Linked DNA regions of Anser cygnoides: region 2 is linked to region 1. The links are chromatin contacts, called in public Hi-C maps. All regions are on one chromosome and are shown on one strand. Each heading gives the region's core, a stretch centred on a gene start, on an enhancer-like site or on the middle of the called end of the contact. The rest is flanking DNA. Distances are from core to core; before and after follow the strand shown.

What was found. Hi-C and Micro-C count contacts between places; a contact is called where the count stands out from the background.
Region 2: a contact with region 1 is called in a Hi-C map of liver, with 1.7 times the contacts expected there. The contact joins the enhancer-like site here to the promoter of GATA4 in region 1. A contact is called at or near these places in 2 of 7 Hi-C or Micro-C datasets (both in liver).

Annotation. Positions count from the first base shown.
Region 1 is chr3:119,566,141-119,572,150 of Taihu_goose_T2T_genome, forward strand. GATA4 (GATA binding protein 4) reads right to left here and starts at 3,048. Exons shown (of 6, transcript XM_048079339.2): 1 at 2,059-3,048. The coding sequence starts at 2,584.
Region 2 is chr3:119,714,613-119,720,622 of Taihu_goose_T2T_genome, forward strand. No RefSeq gene overlaps it. Among named protein-coding and RNA genes, the nearest start is that of FAM167A, 41 kb to the left of the region's middle. Within about 2 kb of position 2,514, at least 1 of the 3 cell types and tissues checked has open chromatin away from gene starts, as enhancers often do. A contact at or near this core is called in liver, where this site is marked.

The DNA.
Region 1 (6,010 bases), core at 1,798-4,297:
TCATTTTTTTTTATCACCTTTGAATGCAGTTTCACTAAAGTTTCACCAAACTTTTCCTGGAGCATTGCTTATCAGTGGAAAATAAACGCCATGCCCAGTTGCGTAGACCGCGCGTCTGAGTCTGCAATTCCAGCTCCATCTGCACGGACTTAACCTTCATTATTAAATAGTAACACTAATTAGTATTACAGTAACGGCCGGCTGCTCTGCAATTAGCACTGTCCGAAGGTGGTGTTTCTCCAGGAAATCACTGGAGGAAAACGAAAGCGCTGCAAAAATCCCTGGGCGCAGCAAAGCCTTGCGCCAAGGGTTGTGTTTCTCAGCGTGCAGAGAATAAGAATATCTCCGCTCCCAAGGAAAGGCAAAGAAAGGGTCTTGGGATTCACCATGCCCGGAGCTGCCCACCAGGGAGCTGCCTTCCACAAAATCCACTTTTCTGTTTGAATCCCGAATTTTTAGGCTCAATGCCTTTCAGGCCGTTTCATCCCATCTCCCTCATGCTACGCAAAAGCTCGAGCGAAGAGCACCCAGAGGCAGGCTCTGTCCACGGGACCGGCAACACAAACTGATCCCCAAACCCCAAAAACACCACAAACCTTAAAAGCTAACCCAGTATTTCTGCAGCTGCAATGCTTCATCTTGAATATTTCATTTTTAAGTTATTTTTCTTGCTAAGAGCCCATCAGTGACCGCTGCGAAAATGTGATTTTTTTTTTTTCCCCCCAAGGAAGAGATGGGCACTGAAATCAAATAAAAATGCACGACTGTCCTCAATGATACAAATCAATAGTTCCTGGTTTTCCTACATGTTCTGCCACCGCAGGCCTTCCCAAAATCCCTGCCTGGTCAACCAAAGCTTTATCTTTATAGCTGAGTTCCCCATTTTTACGCAATTTCTTAAAGCCCGAAGAAATGCAAAAGGCAATGGCAAGGCCAAGCCTTCACCGACACCCAACCTTCATTCCTATAATGCCTTAAAATAACTCTGAAGATTAAGAAAACCTTGCTGAAGGGAAATTTTACCCTCCTGAGTGCAACCCTAAAATGTATCGTCGGCCAAATTTGAGGCATTTGCTTCCGAGCGCCTTTATTTCTTTTCACTCCGGCGCCAGCAGCGAAGCCCCCACAGAGAGGTGGTGGGGAACAGAAATGGGTCTGGGGGAGCAGCCCCACAGCCCTGCTTTCCTCCCCATGTTGCCTTTTTCTTCCACGCAAAATACAAAAGCAATATTTTAAGCCTCTGGGAACAATTTCTGGTCTTAGGACCAGGGCGCTTAGAGAAATCAGCGTTTCGGCTCCAAGACGGGGATCAGCACAAGAAACCCGGGTGGGATTTTGGGCAGGGAGACCCCGAAATCCAGAGCTGGGGCACCCAGATGTGCTGAGCATCCCCCCCCAAAAGCAAAAGGGGTGCAAGAGGCTGTGGCTAATGGATTCGGATACATTTCTTCTTCTCTCTCACCTCTCCCCCTCGGCACTGAGTTTCCCTTCGCCTTCCCTTTCCCCGGCCTCTCCAACCATCCAACAGCTGCAAAAAGGACGTAACACAAAGCGGCCCGAGAGCGAGATGTGGGATTCACACACCAAACTTCGCTGGTTAATTCCATCCCTAAATTTCCCCCTTTTGCACCAAATCAGGCCGGGAAGGGGCTGCCCACCAGGGTTGCGCTCCCGCAGACCATCCCCGCCGCGGCCCCGAAATGCCTGCGGAGCTATCTGTGGAGCAAACCCTTCCACGGGAGCTCGGCACATGATTCTTGCAGCTCCAGGCCTACCCAAATTTCATTTAAATTATTATTTTTTTTTGCAACTGTGGCCTCAAGGACTTTTTGCAACGTTGCAGTGAAAGTGCATGAGTAAGGGTGTAACCGGCACCATGAGGACCCCGATATTCTGCATCCCCAGGAGCTCAAAAACCACAAGTTTCTCAATCCCACCCTCCTAAAACAGGGTCGCGCTGATGAAAACGGGGCGGGGGGGGGAAAAACATGAGAACGGACAGCACCCCATCCCAACGTACACCATCCCATCCCTGCCCCCGGGGGTTGCTGCGCTCACCGATGTTGGCATGCCGGGCGGCCGCGGGCGTCCCTCGGCTCTGCAGGTTGTGGAGCATGGGGCTGTCGAAGGGCGAAGAAGTCCAGGTGGTGGCCATTTCGGGGCTCACGTAGGCGGGGTAGGGGCTGGAGTAGGAGCCGCCGAAGCCCCGGCCGTACTGCTCCCTCCCGTTAGCAGAAAGGCTCAAGGAGCTGCTGTAAGCCGCCGCGGCCTCCCGGGAAGAGGTGGCAGGGATGGGGGTGCTGGTGGAGAAGGAGAACCGAGGTGACACGGGCGGGTGGGACGATCCGGGGTTGTAAGCGGCGCTTTCGGCTCCGGGTTGAGTCCAGATGGAGTGGCTGGAGACGGGGCTGCCTTGCTGGGAAGAGCCGCCGCTCTGCAGGTACGGCAGGCTGGGGAGCATGGAGGTGACCCTCGTGGTGGGCACATAGACGGGGGACGCTGCGGCCGCGCTGTGCATGAAGCCACCTGCCCCCTCGTAGGCCGGGGGGCCGGGGTTCGCCGCCATGGCTAAGCTCTGGTACATCTCGCCGCGGGCCCCCCCAAACCCCGGCCGGCTCCCCGGGCACAATCCAGAGCGGCGACGACGACGACGCGGGGGGGGGGAGCGGGGTGACAAAAAAAAGAACCCCGAAGCCCGACTCCCTTCTCCCCCGACGGAGACGCGGCGAGCGGCGGCCGGAGAGGTCTCGCCTTGGGGTGGGGGGTGGGGGTCCGGCCAAAACGCGGTCGGTGGGGCGAGTTTAATTTAAATTTCTTTTTTTTGTTTGTTTGTTTGTTTTTTGGATTTTTTTTTTTTTTTTTTTCCTCCACCCCCCCCTCCCCGCCGCCCACCTTCCCCACCTTCAGCAGGTCTGGCCGCCGCTTCCAGCCCCCCAGCAAGAAGTCCTGGTCCCTGCGGAGGAGAAGCTTTTAGCTCCCGCTTGGAATTAGCTTCTCCCACCGGGCTCCATCCATCAGCTCAAACTCTTCCCCCCCCCCCCCCCCTCCTCGACGGTGGGGCCGGGCTGCTTAAAACCCTCGGGCAGTCTCCTCCCCGTCCAACCCCCCCCAACCCCCCCCCCCCCCCCCCCCCGGCCCGGCCAACAGAGCCCCGGGAGATGCGGCTGGGGATGCGGGAGCCCCCCTCGGGGCGGGGTGGTGGTGGGGGGGGGAGATAAGGAGGTTAGAGCAGGGCCTAAAGCTTGGGGGGGGGATGGAGAAGAAGCCCCGGAGCCCCGGGGGGGGGGTTGTGGGAGCGGTCGGGAAGGTGAGAGACAGAGAAAAGCCGGGGGCAAAAAAAAAAAACCTTTGTCCCGCAGGTACGGGAGGTGCGATCCGCCGCTGATGGTCCCCGGGGGGGGGGAACCAGCTGGGAGGGTTTGGGGGGGGGTAAGGGAAGGGGTTTTGGGGGGTTCGGGGGGCACCAATTAAATTGGGGAAGGGGAAAGGGCGGGGGGGGGAAAGGAGGGCGGTTTGGGATCCCAGCGGCACGCCCCACGCGTGTCCGCGTCCTGCGCACCCCGCGGGGGGGTCCCCAAGGGGGGGGGGGGGGGGGGGTTTAAGCTCCCCGCTTAATTTCCCCGCAATTTCCCCGCTCTGAGGGTGCTGGAGGGGCTGGGAGCAAGACCCCCGCGAAGCAGAAGCGGCACCGACCTCCCCCTCCGTGGGTTTTTAATGCACCCCCCGGGCTCTTTTCACGAGTGGGGGGCGCTGGGGGAACCCCCCGGGGCCGGGCTTTTGGGGTCGGCGTTTCCCAGGGTGGGCGCTTCGGGGGCTTCTCCCCCGGCTGAGCTCCGGGTCCTGCTTTGGGCCCCTTGGGTTGTGGGGCAGAAAGTTGGGATTTTGGGGCACGCTGTGGGGCGCACAGCTCCTTTTGTGGGTTTTGCAGAGGCGAAACCCCAAAAAAAGCAGGAAGGGAAGGGGGGAATGGAATCCCCTATCGCCGATTTCTCTGCAGATCACGGAGGGATCCTCGAAAACCGCCTCGCACCCAGGCCAGGGCCGGCCACGGGAGTGGGGGGGGGGGGATGGATTTTGGCCGGAGAACTCACTCTTGGGACTGATTTAGGTTTAAGCAGCAGATTCCCCAGGCTGAACCCCTCGGCCGGGCTGAATTTAGCAGCAGCAGAGATAACCGGGAGATAAGGGCTGATACCCGGCAGGACAGCGGGAGCCGAGGGAAGGGGGAGAAGCCGGAGGCAGAGCCCCGTGGCGCGTTGGGAGCGGGTAAGGATGGCAGCGGGGTGGGAAAAAAAAAAAAAAAAAAGAAGGGGTTTTGGGGTGGATTTGCTTTTCCCCTAAACCCAGGGGACGGAGGGGCCGCTGTGAGTGCGCCCGTAACCGGCCTAGGACGGAGCCTTCCCACTGCGGGCTCTGAAAGGGAGCGGGGGATCAGAGGCAGGGGAGGGGAAGAAGAGCGAATTCCCCTCCTGTGGGCAATAATAACCACGATGGGAATAATTCCCAAAATCACAGGCAAATCAACCCCAAAGCGAATCTGAGCCCGTTTTCAAGCCCCGGGGAAACAATAGGAGGAAGCTCGCGGGGAGAGGCCTGGAGGGAAGGGGCTCGCCAGCAGCCAGGAGCGGGGGACAGAAAGCGCTACCCACCTCGGTGCTGGGGGCAGGGGGCGGCGGGGGGGCCTTTCGGGGGCCTTTTGGGGTGGGGGTCCGTGGGGCAGGGACCCGTCGCTGCGGGGATGGCGGGGGGGGGCTACGGGGTGCCTGGCTCCTGGTCCTGCTCCGCTGGGGAATGGGGTTGCGGAGGGGGCAGCGGGGTTCTGGTTGTGCGCTCCCCCCTTCAACCCCCCCCCCAACCAGCACCCCAAACAATTTCTCCCCACTGTGGCCAGTCTCCCCAGTCCCACCCGCTGACTGGTTTGCCCACGTCACGTGGAAGTGGGCGGCGATGGGAGGAAAAGAGGTGGTGGTATAGGAAAAAAAAAAAAAAATGGGGGGGGGGGGCTGGAGGGGGGGGGGGGTCCGTATCTGTTGCACCATCAGCCGGGCGCCAGGTTTCGTTGCCGTGCCAAAAATATAAATTAAAAAAAAAATAAATGAAAACGGAATAAAATCCTAAAATGAAGCCCCCGGGGCATGCCCACACGGCCGGCCCCACGCTGCAGGCAAAGTCCAGCCCTGCTCCGCACCTCCCCACGCACCTGGAGGGACACCCGTGGCCCCTAGCGAGGAGGGGGGGCTTGCTGGGGACTGGGGGGGGCACCCAGCACCCCGACCCCATTACCGGCGACCCCATTCCTTGGGGACATTTGAGGAGCAGGGGGGATTTCTCCGAGCTCCTGCCCCCAAATCCTTCATGCTCCGAGCAGAGCGAAGCGGTCGCTGCCACCCTGCCTCCCACCCCAGCATATTTAGGGGTGCCCCCCCCCCCCCAAAATAGACCCCCCCTCCCCAAATCTAGACCCCCCCCACCCCCCCCCCTGTGCGCTGCTGCAGGGTCTAAAGGTTCCTGGTGCAATGCGGGTCCAGCCCAGCCGGCCGCAATTTGGGGTCCCGCTGAACCGAGGAGGGTCTGGGGGGGCTCTGCCCCCCCCGGAATGATGCTCACACCCCCTATAATTCCTGAAAAAAATCCACCATGGCCATTAATTGCCCCTGATAATCACAGGGGTTTGCAGTGGGCTGATGGGCACCTCGGGGGGGGGGGCTCCGAGGTACCCCCAGATTTTGGGGTCTGACCCAGGGGGAGGGGGGGGGGGGGGGGAGGCTGGCAGCGGATTTTGGGGCTGGAAAAGTGAAATCCCCTAGAAAATTAAAAATCTCCAACTGAAAGATTTCTCTTCTTTACGTTTCAATAGTGGAAAAAAAAAAAAAAAAAAGGTGAAAAAAGCAATTTATGGGAGCGGAGCGCGAGCCCCCCGGTCCCATTGAGCCCCTTATTCCCCCCCGGGGAGGGGGGGCACGGGGGCTGCCCCAAAACGGGGGCTGTATTAGGGCCGGGTGTGGGGCGT
Region 2 (6,010 bases), core at 1,264-3,763, 150 kb after region 1:
CACATACAAACACGGCTCTTTTTCCACCTGAGATGAAGCCTGGCTTTCTTTTGGTGGTTTTCTCAGTGGTTTTCCCCCTCTGACTTTTCTTTAGTGGTTTTTCTCGGTGGTTTTCTCCCTCTGACCTGCAGACCTGTGGCTGAGGAGGCCCCAGGGGACAACACAAAGACCCTTTGCCTTCTCCTGGCTCCCTGCACGGCCTCCACCCCACAAAATCTGGGCTGAAGACCCCTTGGGCAACCCCAGACCCCTTTCCCTACCAGACTGCAATGAGGGCAGCCACTCTGCCAAACCACCCCATGCATTTGAAGCCACCCCGACCCTCCCCGACGTCCCCATCCATCCGTCCTCTCCTCCCTCAGCCATCAGCTCAAGACAGAGCAAAACCACATAAAAACGAAGAAAACGTGTTCCCAGCTCCAGCCCACGGGGAAAAGGCCTGGGGAGCTTATTATAGCCTGATGCATCAGAGCCGTCAATAATTCAGGAGTCTGAGCTGGAGACAAGACACGGGACAGGCTTGCTCAGATGCTGGAGCACCCGAGGATGCTCGGTCCCCAGGGTGGGACAGAGGTGGGAGAACATATGGCACACAGACACCAAATTCAGGCTCCCCATCCTTTATCCTGCAGGGCTGGTGGGGTCCTGTGAATCGCCCATACGGTTTAAAACTGCTGTCCCGTGGGGCACAGGTCCTTTGTGCTGACCACGCTGGGATGCGTCTCCAAAAATTAGGGCCCGGAGGGGCTCGGTTTGCTGGGTTTGCCCCACAAACACACCTGGGACCACAGCTCCGAAGGGGCCGTGTCCCCATCCCTGCTCTCCCTGCTCTCAGCCGAGGCTCTGGCTCCCTCTCCTGACACCTTTGTCCGCTCCAAACCTCCTCCAGAAGCTGACTGGGGAAGGCACCGAAGTCGCTGCTCATCGCCCATCGGGTGTGGGCCATGGGCACGGACCGAGCAGCTCGGGCACCAGGAGTTGGGTCACCCCCAGCAAACCTAGGAGGAGGAATCGGGCTCAATGCCTTCGGGAAAGGCTTCATCCAGAAAATATTAAACATTACGAGATGAGCCCCCCCAGCACCACGCCAACCAGTCGCGCGTAGGCCACCTTCCCAAACCTGCGGTGAGCTCTGCTCCGCGCCCAGCTCTTTGTGGCCCGTTTGGGATTTTGGAGAGCTCCTCTCCAAGCCCCGCTGGCTGGTTTTACAGCCCCCCGACCCCACTAAAATCCAAACCAGGCCAGGCCAGGCCACCCGCGTGTGATGGCCGGGACCTCCACGTTGGGAAGGGGGGGACCGGGTAGGAGCTGCAGGGGGTTGGAGCTGCAGCAGGGGTGCTGAGCCCCCCAGCCTCCATCTCCTGGCTGCCCTCTGCCCTGCTCCACCTCCTCTGCCGGCCTCCCACCAGCAGATGGCAAAACAAGCCCGTGTTTTTGGGGTGAGAGCGGCCCCGAACCCCAGGGAAAGAGGCCTGCGCCACGGAGGGGCTTCTCCAGTGTCTAATACGGGGTTCAGCACCTCCGTCTTGCTCCTTCCACCAGCATCCACTTGGGAATTTCTTCAGGTTGGGCATTTTTTTTTTTTTTTTCTGATCTCCAGCCCTCGTATTGTAAATGCCAGATTCACCCCGAAATGCCAGTTCCAGCTGGGCAGGGGGAGGATGGGGCAATGCGAACCAGCTTCTCGCGGCTTCTTGTGGCATGGCAGCAGGCTGCGACAGGAGGGGCTTTGGAAAGTGGTGTGTGAGCAGCTCAGCAAACATCTGATTGCCAGCCCTGGAAAAATATAAAATAAATAAAATAAAATAAAATAAAATAAAATAAAATAAAATAAAATAAAATAAAATAAAATAAAATAAAATAAAATAAAATAAAATAAAATAAAATAAAATAAATTAAAATAAAATAAAATAAAATAAAATAAAATAAAATAAAAATAAAATAGAGCTTCATGGAGAAACATCAGCCAGAGCAATGAGCAGAAACATCTTGCCAATATCTGCAAAGTGTTGGGAGTACATCCAGCTTCAACACCCCAAAGTGGAGCCAGCACCAACGTCACCAGTGGTGCGAGTGGCACTCCTCACTGCAGCTCTGTCACTTCATTCAGGGCTTAAATACAGCCTTTCTTTCAAAATACGTTGCCTGGCCACTGAATCGAGAGGCAATACCTTTAAGGCAGAAAATTACAGAAAGTTTTTACATATTGAAAGCCTGCCTTTTGGTAAGACAAATAGACTTTGAATACTTTTTTATTCAAGATACAATTTTTAAGGTGTACATATGTAAAGCCAGCAAACTGAAGAGGAAAAATAAATAAATAAATAAATAAATAAATAAATAAATAAAATTATAGGATAGAATAAAATAAAATAAAATAAAATAAAATAAAATAATAAAATAAAAAATAAAATAAAATAAAATAAAATAAAATAAAATAAAACAAAATAAAATAAAATAAAATAAAATAAAATAAAATAAAATAAAATAAAATTTACTATGGTAAACATTTTTTTTCCCTGACTCCCCTCCTGTGCTGCCCACCTGCCCTTCTTTGTCACAGCCCCTTGCCGCAGTGCCTGCAGCTCTGTTGCAACCCCTGGAGAGTCAAAAACCTTCCAAATTGCCCTGGCCCCTTGCGGAGCTGCTCCTCCCGGACCTACCCCGGTGTGTCCCCAGGACCCGAGGTACAGCCGTGCGACGTGGACCTGGCTGGGGCGGCCAGCAGGGCTGCGTGCCTGGAGGTGGACGGGAACCGTCGCCGCTCTGTCTCCCGAAATCTCAGCGTTATCTGGGGCGAATGGCCCGGCTGGGAGGCTGCAGGTGGAAAAGCTGCTCTTGGCACTGCTTCCCGGAGCTGCTGCCAACAGAGCAAACACCCCCGGGGCAGCTACAGGTCATCCGCAGCTCAAATACCTGCTCTGGAGCCCGTGGTGTGTCTCGGGTGAGACCTTGCTGCTCCTGGGGCACTTCTCCCACCCAGCAAGGCTGAGTGGGGCGGACGGAGAGCTGAAGGTGTTGGCACTTTCTTGTTGAAGTCATCGTGAAGGCTTTGCACGTCCTCCAGTGTGAACGGAGGTGGTGACAGCCACGGGCAAGGGCTGCGGGAGGTGGTGCCGTGGTGCATTGGGCACGGGGAGCTGATGGCCACAAGTGCGGATGGGGGTGACGGGGGACACGCTGCATCCCCACTGATTACTGGGGTCCTGTTGCTCCTGGTAAGAGCCCAGATTTGGCCCGTTTTCTCCCCCGTGCTGGACACAAACCCCCTCTGATCCCCATCATCACGCTCAAGCAGGGAGGCTGCTGCATGGTCTGGTGGGGAAACTGAGGCAGGCAGGGCTGAGCAAAGCTGGCCACGACACGGAGGACCTTGGGGGTGTGAGAAAAATTGTGACTTGTGGTCATTCCCAGTTTCCAAGGTAGGTTTGGCTTCACCAGGGCCAGCCGTGACACACAGCGGTGCGGCCTCAAACCCACATAATGCACACATGGACACGAAAACAAGAAGTAGGTGTGGAGGGAGGAGACGTGATGTAAACCGTGGGTAACTGGAAAATTACAAAACTGTTTATTTGTTGTCCTTCCCTCCCTTTGCATTCCCCAAAGGCAAATGTGGCAGGGAAGAGCATGGAGGGATGGGGGGGGCATGAGGTTGCTGGACACAGGCAGAGGGAAGTGACGGCTATTGACAAAAGGATCAGGTTTAATTTCATCAATAAATCATTAAAATTTTATTTCAAGAAAAATCAGCCATGAAAAGTAGTGGAATGAGATCAATATGGTCATTTTTCCAGGACTACTCCAGCCTGGCTTAGTATGCACCCCATCCATATCTGGGTCCATCCCTCGGGGTGCTCTTTCTCCCTTCTCCCAGTTAGAAGATGCAGAAATACTGCATTGCCACAGGTCCATGGAACCAGGCGAGGAGCTGTGGGATAAAAGAATTATTAGCTAGGGAAAGGGGCTGCCCTTTCAGCTCAATCCTTCATCAGACACGAGAGAATCGACCCACAAGAGAGGCCCTGAAGACCTCCACTCCAGGAGCATTTGTTAGACAACCACATTAATCAGCTGCAAGGCACAAAGCCACACTAAACCAGGTTTCCCTAGTGCTGGAGCTCAATAAACCACTTATTCCATGAAATGGCATCCTTGGGGTGGTATTTCTGCGTAACCAAACACGCGCAGGCACTCTGTGATGAGCTCCCTATAAGATGTTCTACAGAAAATATAATTTTAGCAGTTTATCACAATTTAGGAAATGTTGGCAAGCGATATCTGAGAGATTACCGTGTAATTCCTCTATTTACCAACGGGATGTACAAATATTGTGGCAGCCGTTGAGTGAAAAACATGTGAGTCTGCTAAATTAGGCAAGACACTAAAAATACAAACAACAATTATAAATAATAAAAATATTAAATCCCCATTTTATTTCTGAATGAATTACGTATTTTTGAGCTCATGCAATTCACATTCATTTTCAGGAGATTTTTTTTTTTCTCTTGAAACTCCAAGGGATTATTTCTCCAGCTCAGCTTCGAGGCTCCCAGAACCACAAGACTCCAGGAGGCAGGGCTTTAAAAATGCACCAGATCTCCTGGATTTTGGGCTTCAGCTCCAAAGAACTGGCAGTGCCAGCCGAAGGGGAAGCGGCCTGCTGGTGGACGAACTCTGGACTTTGCTTTGTCTCCTCTGACGTCGGTTTTGCAACGGTTCTGCTGATGACGGGTTTTCACCCTGGCATTACGGAAAGGCCGGATAGATTAAGGACCTATTGCACCAGACGGGTAAGGAGAGATCATCCTTGCAACAATGCTCCTTTCCTGCCAAAAAACGATCGGCTCACTGGTGGCCTTGGAGCTGACGTCCCCTGCCAAGAACCTCCTCCGTTGAAGACTGGCCTAAAGGTCATCCCGCCCATCCGTCAGCACACTACGGTCTCGTTGCAGCACCGAAATGCCTGGGGAAACATTTATCCTGCTGGGAACGTGGTCCTGAGCAAATGCGGGGAAGTGTTGAGTGGCCTGCAGCATGGTGGAGGACATGGTGTCTTCCTCAGGACAGTGGCAGAAGGTGTCCTTCAAAGCCATGGGGCCAAGGACATCCACAGGCACCACATGGGCTGGGGACTAATGTTCATCAAGTGTCTCGTTTGCTCCTCTGGGGAACCCACAGTTAGGTCTGTGCTAAGGAATAAACCCACCTGTGGCCATCCCTGTACCAGCTCTGGTGAGGCCGTACCTCGAGGGCTGTGCTCACTTTTGGGTCCCTCGCTACAAGAAGGACATCGAGGCCCTGGAGCGTGCCCAGAGCAGGGCTACGAAGCTGGTGAAGGGCCTGGAGCACAAGTCCTGTGAGGAGCAGCTGAGGGCACCGGGGGTGTTTGGCCTGGAGAAGAGGAGGCTCAGGGGAAACCTCATTGCTCTGTGCAACTGCCTGAAAGGAAGGTGTGGGGAGCTGGGGGTCGGCCTCTTCCCACAGGTAATCAGTGATAGGACTAGAGGGAATGGCCTCAAGTTTTGCTAGCTGAGGTTCAGGTTGGACATGAGGAGACATTTCTGCTCAGAAAGAGCAGCCAGGCATTGGGACGGGTTGCCCAGGGAGGTGGTGGAGTCACCATCCCTGGGGGTGTTCAAGGAACGATTGGACGTGGTGCTTAGGGACACGGTTTAGTGGGTGACATTGGTGGTAGGGGGATGGTTTGACCAGATGATCTTGGAGGGCTTTTCCAGCCTTATATATTTTTTTGAACCTATATATATATATTTTCCACATTAAATGTCACCCAGAACAGCCTTTTTTTTTTTTTTTTTCTTTTTCTTTTTAAGTTGGCACTTTCAGCTAATGAAACATTCAACAGTGAATGCCTGCAGCAGCTCCCAGGCAGATCCTGGTGGGCCCTCAGACTGGCCGCAGACTCTCACGGCTCCGTTGGAAGGACAAAAGATCAGTGAGGTCAGACCACGCTTTAGAGGATGGCCAAAGAAGCAGAATGGAAACCCTG